Linked DNA regions of Sus scrofa: all the other regions are linked to region 3. A link is a contact called in public Hi-C and HiChIP or PLAC-seq data. All regions are on one chromosome and are shown on one strand. Each heading gives the region's core, a stretch centred on a gene start, on an enhancer-like site or on the middle of the called end of the contact. The rest is flanking DNA. Distances are from core to core; before and after follow the strand shown. Region 1 overlaps ACTN1 (actinin, alpha 1). Region 2 overlaps ACTN1 (actinin, alpha 1). Region 3 overlaps DCAF5 (DDB1- and CUL4-associated factor 5).

What was found. Hi-C and Micro-C count contacts between places; a contact is called where the count stands out from the background. HiChIP or PLAC-seq counts read pairs in DNA pulled down with a chosen protein or histone mark.
Region 1: an H3K27ac HiChIP or PLAC-seq map of alveolar macrophages shows a contact between it and region 3. The contact joins two enhancer-like sites. A contact is called at or near these places in 1 of 47 Hi-C or Micro-C datasets (embryonic fibroblasts) and 2 of 2 datasets of contacts at active chromatin or transcription factors (alveolar macrophages and skeletal muscle).
Region 2: a contact with region 3 is called in a Hi-C map of liver, with 2.1 times the contacts expected there. The contact joins two enhancer-like sites. A contact is called at or near these places in 1 of 5 promoter capture datasets (liver), 25 of 47 Hi-C or Micro-C datasets (alveolar macrophages, blood, brain and 13 more) and 2 of 2 datasets of contacts at active chromatin or transcription factors (alveolar macrophages and skeletal muscle).

Annotation. Positions count from the first base shown.
Region 1 is chr7:92,612,817-92,615,516 of Sscrofa11.1, forward strand. All of the region lies in intron 1 of ACTN1 (actinin, alpha 1), which reads right to left. Among named protein-coding and RNA genes, the nearest start is that of ACTN1, 31 kb to the right of the region's middle. Within about 2 kb of position 1,440, at least 32 of the 83 cell types and tissues checked have an H3K27ac peak or open chromatin away from gene starts, as enhancers often do. A contact at or near this core is called in alveolar macrophages, where this site is marked.
Region 2 is chr7:92,588,456-92,591,252 of Sscrofa11.1, forward strand. The region is part of intron 1 of ACTN1 (actinin, alpha 1); the gene reads right to left. Among named protein-coding and RNA genes, the nearest start is that of ACTN1, 55 kb to the right of the region's middle. Within about 2 kb of position 1,441, at least 22 of the 83 cell types and tissues checked have an H3K27ac peak or open chromatin away from gene starts, as enhancers often do. A contact at or near this core is called in alveolar macrophages, liver and retroperitoneal adipose tissue, where this site is marked.
Region 3 is chr7:92,752,671-92,755,370 of Sscrofa11.1, forward strand. The region is part of intron 6 of DCAF5 (DDB1- and CUL4-associated factor 5); the gene reads right to left. Among named protein-coding and RNA genes, the nearest start is that of DCAF5, 59 kb to the right of the region's middle. Within about 2 kb of position 1,396, at least 22 of the 83 cell types and tissues checked have an H3K27ac peak or open chromatin away from gene starts, as enhancers often do. A contact at or near this core is called in alveolar macrophages, liver and retroperitoneal adipose tissue, where this site is marked.

The sequences.
Region 1 (2,700 bases), core at 190-2,689, 140 kb before region 3:
CTGAAGCTCTCGGCGTCTGTAAGAACTACTGATGCGCCAGAACTGAGAAAGGCTGGAGAAGACAGGACACAGCCTTGGAACAGGACGGCTTCAGAACGGATGCTCAGAAGGAAACACAAGGCTTCGAACTGGAACACAAGCACCTCCACCCTCAGGCCAGGCCACCCACTCATTCATTCATCTAATATTTTCTGAGCTCTTATCCTGTGCCAAGGGACCATGCCAGTGCTGGAAAACAACGGTGAGTCAGGAAGCCTTTGAGGCTCTTACAGCTCGTGAGTGTCGCCACCAAGTATCAAGACCTGCCATCACAACCCTGGTCCCCAAGGCCAGCCCTTTGAGGGAGCAGAGCCTGGAAGAGTAACGCAAACAGCAGGCAGAAGGGGAAGCCTTATGGGGCCCCCAAAAGAGCCCCGAACCAAACTGAGAGGAAAGTGTGGTATGAATGCCAAGTCGGCTGCCCATTTGCTGTGTGACTTTGGACAAGCTTCTTCAGCTCTCTGGGCCTCGAGTTCCTTATCTGTCAAAAGGGGACTGGGTCTGGTCTCTGCAGGACCTGCCAGCTCTGACAACCTAGGCATCCTGGACGCAAGCCCCCTCCACCCCTGGATTGCGGTCAAGAGGCCTGCAGGAGCCAGGAGCACTGCTGACCCGTCTAGGACCTGCAGGCTCCAGACGAGCCGAGCTGACAGCCGGCCAGCTCTGGCAGTTCGGCAGCTCAGCCTGCAAAGGCCAGCTGCTGGAGGCCATCCGAAGGCAAATGACTGCTTTAACCTCAGGGACAAAACGGATGTCGAAGTTTTCTCAAAGTTGCAAGCATTTTGCTTGAGATGGGGTCAGAGGGCCAGAAGGAAGCTCTGTGCACTCCCTGTGCCCCACTGCCCAGTACGGAAAGTGGAGCCCCCCCCCACCCCATCTCTGCCCGACTTGAATCATAAACACAGCCCTTTTCTGAAGGGAAGGGCTTAACACAAACCAGATGCAGCAGGGACTTTCCCCCACCCCCTCCTGGCCCTAAAATTAAACGTTCAGTGCCCCCTCTGCCAAACTTCACTTGAAGGCCAAGCCTTAAAGAGCCAGCGTCTCTGGTTCTCACCCTCCCAGGCTCTCCGTCACAGCCCCTCTTCAACAAAATGTCAAGGTCCCCAAGTGGCAAGTACCAATGGGGGGGGCGGGCAGAAGTGCCCAGCACCCCTGCAGGCCAGACACAGATTCAAAAGGAGAGACCACTGGGGAAGAAGGCTGATGGCCCACCAGCAGCCCAGAGGGGACCAAAGGGGAGCCTTCCAGGAGGGGATCTTGAGCAGGGAGTCCGGCCCTGGGGGGGCCATGAGTGGGGCTTGCAGACAGAGCACAGGCAACCCACAGGGCGCCTGCCTGTGCAACAGCCCTGTCCCTGGAGACTGAGATTCCTGGAAGAGTTCACTTCCTGGACTTCAGTTTCCAGTCTTTAGAAAATGGGGTGAATCACAGGCATTTATTTAACTCTGATCTCATTCAAGGCGGTGATGACCCGGATAGAACTCAGGGGAACTGGACTCTTGCTGAGCTTTGCAGGCTTCCTGCCTGCCAGGCTGGTTGCTCCAGGGTCCTGAAAGCTCTCCTGGTCCTACAGATCCTTCCAACCTCCGCGAGGTCCGGAACAGCCACTCACCTGCCCCTCCCCCGCCATGCCCCCAGGCCATACCAGGGCCACACTTCAGCAGCCAACACTGATCAGCTTGCCCAGCACATCCTGTCTCCCCAGCGAGGTGACACATTCCCTGCTCTCAAGCTGAGGGGACCATGTCTTACCCACTCTGTCTGCTCCATGGAACCCAGCGGTGAACACACCAAAGCGCTCAGACAGGACCGTTAAATCTCACCAAGCTGCCATTCCTCCAGCAAAGGAACCAGGTGATAGCAGAAAAACATTTGGGGAGGAATGTTGTTTGGACAGAAATTTACTGACTTGCTAAAACATCTGAATCCTTTTTTTTTTTTTTTTTTTTTTTGGGTTTTTTTTTGTGTGTGTGTCTTTTTAGGGCCACACCTGCGGCATATGGAGGTTCCAAGGCTAGGGATCTAATCGGAGCTGTAGCCGCTGGCCTCTGCCAGAGCCACAGCAACGTCAGATCTGAGCCTCATCTGTGACCTACACCACAGCTCCTGTCAATGTGAGATCCTTAAGCCACTGAGCGAGGCCAGGGATCGAACCTGCAACCTCACGGTTCCTAGTCGGATTTGTTTCCTCTGCGCCACGACGGGAACGCTGCCATTTTCTCTTTTGTACGTTATCTTCCTGTTTACCCGGGTTTTACAGTTGCAACCGATCATAACATATATATTATATAAAGTTCCCCCACTTTCAACAGTCTGTGGAACATTTTATTCCTGTGTAATCTTCCTAAATGTCATTGAAAGGCTGAAAAAATGTTCCACCACCATGTGTCAGGATGGTTTGTTACATCCCCCCCCCCCCCCAACGTTAGTGAGACATGGAAGCCTTCCCTTTGGCTCTGGTGGAGAGCACAGAGAACATTCTGAAGCATTTCTTTGTTTTAGCTGGACAGTCTCCTCAGGACACAATCCTGGGGGTGCAAGGACCTGGCCCAAATGTAAGAACATTTTCATTGCTTCTGCCGCGTCTCCAGCTTCAGCGCACTGGAGGTCCTCTTTCTTAAATCTTAGCTCTGAGGCCCACTCCTCTCTACCCATCCT
Region 2 (2,797 bases), core at 191-2,690, 160 kb before region 3:
TCAGTGGATTAAGGATCCAGCATTGTCGCAAGTGTAGATCACAGATGTGGCTCAAATCCAGATCCAGATCCGGTATTGTCATGGCTGTGGCACAGGCTGCAGCTATAGCTCCAATTCGACCCCTGGCCCAGGAGCCGCAGGTGCGGCCATAAAAAAGAAAATAAAATTGAGACAACGGGGTGAAGGAGCAAAGTAAAGAACCCATGCAAAGTGGGAGGGTCCTGGGAGATCCAACCGCACCTGAACGGCATCAGGGCAGAGGGGTGACGGGCCAAACACGCCTCTCGGGACCCTCTGGAGGTAGAAGCCCAGAGGAAAGGGGATGCAACAGGGCAAGAAATACTCAGTATCTCCTGCGGTCCCCATCCCCTGATGCTGGCATTGCAAACCTAGCAGGGGCTGAGGGACTACTTAGTTTTTCTTTTCCTTTGGTTGTACTTTTTTTTTTTTTTTTTTTGCCTTTTTTGCCTTTTACGGCCCCACCTGCGGCATTTGGAGGTTCCCAGGCTAGGGGTCTAATCGGAGCTGTAGCCACTGGCCTGCCTACACCACAGCCCCAGCAATGCCAGACTGGAGCCACGTCTGTGACCTACACCACAGCTCACCACCACGATGGATCCTTAACCCACTGAGCGAGGCCAGGGATCAAACCCGCCACCTCATGGTTCCAAGTCGGATTCGTTTCTGCTGCGCCACAAGGGAAACTCCTGCTGTACATGTCTTGATGCAAAAAATATTAAAGGATTTCAAAAATCTTTAAAATAAATATAGTTTGTGGTTCCTTATTCTCTCGCAGCTGCTCTCTGTCCACATAGGCGCTTCTGCCCAGGTGTCATCACACTCTAAGTTCACGGCAGGGCGGGGCAGGGTGGGGCATTTACCACCGTCAGTTATTTCCACAGCCTTTGCTCTCTTCTCCCTCCAGGGCCCTCACCCAGCCCCTGCTTGGGGTCTTCTCAGGAGGGAAGGAAGTAGATCCCCCCAGCAGCTCAAAGGGATAGTTTCAGGTCCAACAAGGCCCAGGGCCTGGTGGGAATCGGCAGCACCCCCAGCTGGGAAATCTGTTTACTACCCAGTCGTTGGGGGTGGGGGGGGAGAGGAAGGAGGAAGAGGCCGGGTGTGTGTAAAAAAGATACCACTTTTGCAAAGAGGAAAAGTGCTGTTGAAAGCAGCCAGCCCCACTTCCTGGAGACGCCAAGGCCCGGAGGCTGAAAAGCACCTGTGTTTGCCCAGATTCCAGCCCCCCATGCGCACCCCCCCCCCACCGCTGCACACCCCCCCTACAAAGCCGGGTCTCTGAGGCTGCACTTAGCTAAAATCCCCAAGCGCCCAGCCCGGCCCCCACAGGTAACTGCCATGAAGGGGGCCTCCAGCACCTCCCCCGCAGGAAGCTTCCCCCAGCAAGAAGCACCCAGCTCGAAGCTCAGGCCATAGAGGAAAGGGTGGGGTAACTCAGTGATTAAGTACATGCACTTGGGGGGAACCAGATGCGGTTCAGCGCTTAGATCCACTCTGTACCACCGTGTGAGCCACAGACTCACCTGCCTAAACCTCAGGTCCCTCAGCAATAAAGTAGCGGAGTGGGAGCACTTCACAGAAGTCAAGGGCATTAACTAAAAAATGTCTCAGGGGGACCTGCCTCTTAGAAGGTGCCCAATAAATGGTAAGAGGGAGGAGAAAAATTAGCTGCCCTGGAACCTGCCTGGGGAGGGGCCTCAGAGGTCCCTGCCCTCTGTGCTCCCACCCGCACCTCCTCCTTGCCTCCCACCCCTACAAGTGCTGCACTGGGTCCCCAAGATGATACCTTGTGTCTGAGGACCCTCCTTGACCAGGCGCTGATGCATTACAGGGAGAGAGGCTGTGACTTTGACGGTGGCCTGGTGGGTCCCCAGCAGAGGAGGCTGATGGGGCCAAGGAGGGGAGAGCAGGCCCAGAGGTGAGGTCCTCCACGCACACCCCTCCTCACAGCCACACCCCTCCTCCAGCACGGGGAGGCCCTGACCTTGACACCCCAGCTCCCACAGGATGACAGAGGGAGCACCCACCCCTTAGCAGGAGGAAAAGCCAACAGCCATAAGGGATGCCCATGGCTAGAGGGCCTGGCCCCAAGGGCCTCCAGCCCGGACACCCCAGAAGGGTGGGCACTGCTATGCCAATAGGGTTATGGTCTGGCCTCATCTAGATAGTGGGCAGGGGGCCATTTTACTGCCTCACCCCCAATCAGGCCCTGCCCTAGCTGACTTCCTCTGCTCCGGCGTCCCTGCTCTGGCTCACAGCCAGAGTAAGGAGACAGGAGGAGCTTAGGGGCCTTCAGTGGACTCACTCTGAGCTCAGGGATGCAGACGAGTCTCAGGAAAGGGCCCGGGTACCATGCTGGAAGTGCTCCCAGAGCTACGGTGAGGGCTGGGTCCCTTCTCACAGCCCCTCTCCCCACAGCCTCAAGGGCCCTGGACAGAGAGGGCAGTGCTGGCAGAGAACCTGGACTCCTGCTCAATTTCCCACTTGACCTTAAAGCACAGACCCACGTTGCATCTGGTATAAAGGGGATTTTAGGAGGCAAAGACGTAACTATCCTGCAGTTGTGGTTCAAGGTTGCATTGGGGCTGGCCAGGCTCCATCAGGAGGTGGGGGAGTATAGGACACCTGAGCTGGACTGAGACCCACGGAGTTGATGGAGAGAGAGAAGCATCGTTGTCTGCCTTCTCTGTGGGTCTCACAGTCCTGCTCTCACACAGAATCCTCTCCGAGCTTTCCATTACATCTTTAGCAAGTATCCTGTCCCTATACTTCCTTTAAA
Region 3 (2,700 bases), core at 146-2,645:
ACTGCCACACCATGTCACCAGATCACATCAATTCCATCTGCTCCTAAACCAGCCATTATCTAGCAGGTCTGCATATACTCCAAAACCTCTTAAGCTTTCTAAGTTCTTTATCAGTAAATGAACCAGAATATGGTTTAATCCATGAGTAAAATCTTAACACAGGATTGCTAATACCTGAAACTCCTAGTTTTTAGGAATTCCACAAATGCCTTAATATTACATGCAAAACTATGTACATATGTACATTTTTCTTAAATGAATATTCAAAGATTTTATACTTTCAAAGAGGTTCAGGATTCAAAGAGTTACAAATAAACAAGTTATCTTCATGCTACCTTCGCTTTATAAAAGTCTACTAAAATATTCACCTAAAAAATACATACAACAAGGAATTCCTCTGCCACAGCATTCTGTGTTCCGCTCTCCCTCACTAGCCCGTGGAAAAGACTATCATCACTTTATCTCTATAACACAAGTGGCAGCACACCTACAGGAAAAGGTAGGTACAATCATAGACAAGGGAGTAAGTCTAGTTCTGGTTCTGCTACTGATTAGATCTGCTGTTTCAAACTACTCTAGACCTTAGTTTCACATGGGGATGAAACCTGTCCAACTACACCCAAAGGTTGCTAGGAAGATTAATATGATATGAAACTGCTTTAAAAGCTAAAGGGCTAAATATACATGATATAAAAGACAGACAAGGAGAAGAAGAAAAAGTTAGCCTAAAGACACAGAGCAAGTCAAAGGATGGAACCCAAGAGTTGAATCTCCCTCTATTAAAAGTAGGCCTTTACTTAAGCTGAAGGGGAACATATGGCACGCTAGGCTCCCAAGAGTTTAATCAGGGCTGCATGGAGTTTTTGCTTTTTTTTTTTTTTTTTAAAGCAAAGTTATAACTTTCTAGGGTGCCTCACTGGCCTGGAGCACACTTCCCAGCAAATTCCTGCACCTCTGTTATATTCGTATAATGTCAACACAGAAAGGTTGAGTGGTGATGTAATGTCTGAGGCCAGGCCATGTATTCAAGCCATTCTGTTGCATTCCCAGGGAAGAAGTCAGCTCTTTTCTCCACGGGATGAGATACTATGACTTAATGATCATGACGTTAGGGGCCTTGCCATCTATCAAGTTCAAAAGAAAGGCATGTATAAGTGACCCCAATGTTCAGACACTCCAGGGATCAATCCTTTCAAGAAAACTTTATTATACTTTCTCCTTCCTTCCCCACCCCAGTTTCAGCAAGATACAGGGATTACTAAGCCAGGTATTAGATGAGACTAAAGCAAGAGAAGATTTAAAAATTACCACCTGACCATTTCCAGGCCATACACATACCCATTAGCCTGAAAGACTTACTTCCCAGAAGCCTGAGCTGCTGCTCTGCTGGACTCTCACAATCTAGGGCAAGAGCCATTTAAGGAATTGTGAAAGAAAGGGAACAAAAGCCGGGTGCTGTCTTACAAATGTGTGCCAGAAAAGCTAGCAGGTGGAAAACTGGCCTTCCCTTTTAACCCTGTGAAGAGATTGGCTCACTGAGTAGAGAGCTGAGTATGAAGCTTGGGAGATAGAATGCATCCAGTCAGGCTTCAGGGAGAAAACGAAAAGCAAACAAAAAATCCAAATATGGGAGTTCCCGTCATGGCGCAATAAGCAAACCATGTATTTTTAGCCAAAAGTAGGGAAGACAAGAGACTATACAGGGCTTTGAATGAAAATCTCAAAGAGGGTCTGCCTGGCAGTCATATGAATGTGTCTACCACAGCATCAGGCACACTGTAGATGCTCAGTAATTATCTGCTTTCTTATTTTATAAGACTGGGGGCAGGGATGGAGGGTAAGAGCAGGAACTCAGGAAAGGTTCAGTAGAAAACAGGAAAAAAGAACAGGTCTCCATTCACCTATGAGTTGGTGAAAGACCAAGAAATTAAACATGACAAAAAAACATCCTGATGAAGCACAGAGGTTTGAATCTGGTGGTGCTAGAACAGAATAGGTGTTGTGGTACATAGGTTTCTTTGATCCATACTATGAAGTATGAATTTGCTGTAATATTTAAAATCAGGAAACTTCACATTAAAAAAAAAATCTTTATCTCTGGCTTCCCTTGAAAAAACCCAAAGGCCTTCTTGGCAACAGTGGGCTGAAGCTGAGTCAAAGCTTTACTTTATGGCATTGATTTGGATTTAGAATGGGGTGGCCGCTCCAGCTGGCCACAGGCCCCACTACTCCCTACTTTTTACTTCTAGCACAAAACACCCATTTCTCTGCTTGCCTTGCTTCTGTTGGCATTAGGTTGTGACCTCTTGTAGAATTAAAGGAGTCTCTACTGAAAGCTCAAAACTCTGTATTATAGTCCCACTCAGCTACAAATCTGTATTTGTCTTAACTGTGTACCTAACCTCTCTAAGCCTGTTTTCTCATCTGTAAAAGGAAGGACTGCACAAAAGAATCTCTAATAACTCTATAGTTAGAATTGATTTTCAATAGTGGCAGTGAGCATGGGGAAGTCACGAAGTAGGTTCAGCTGGTTTTATACTTTATCCCAAGCCCAAGTTCTTGAAATTGTAGTTGTATTTGGGGAGCTAATGAATTACCTAGTGAACCTAGGATAATCTGATAAGAAGTATAGGCTCTCTGGCATAATATCTGGTTTGATTTATGTGGACTGAGTAATCTTACTGAAATTACAAGCCAGAA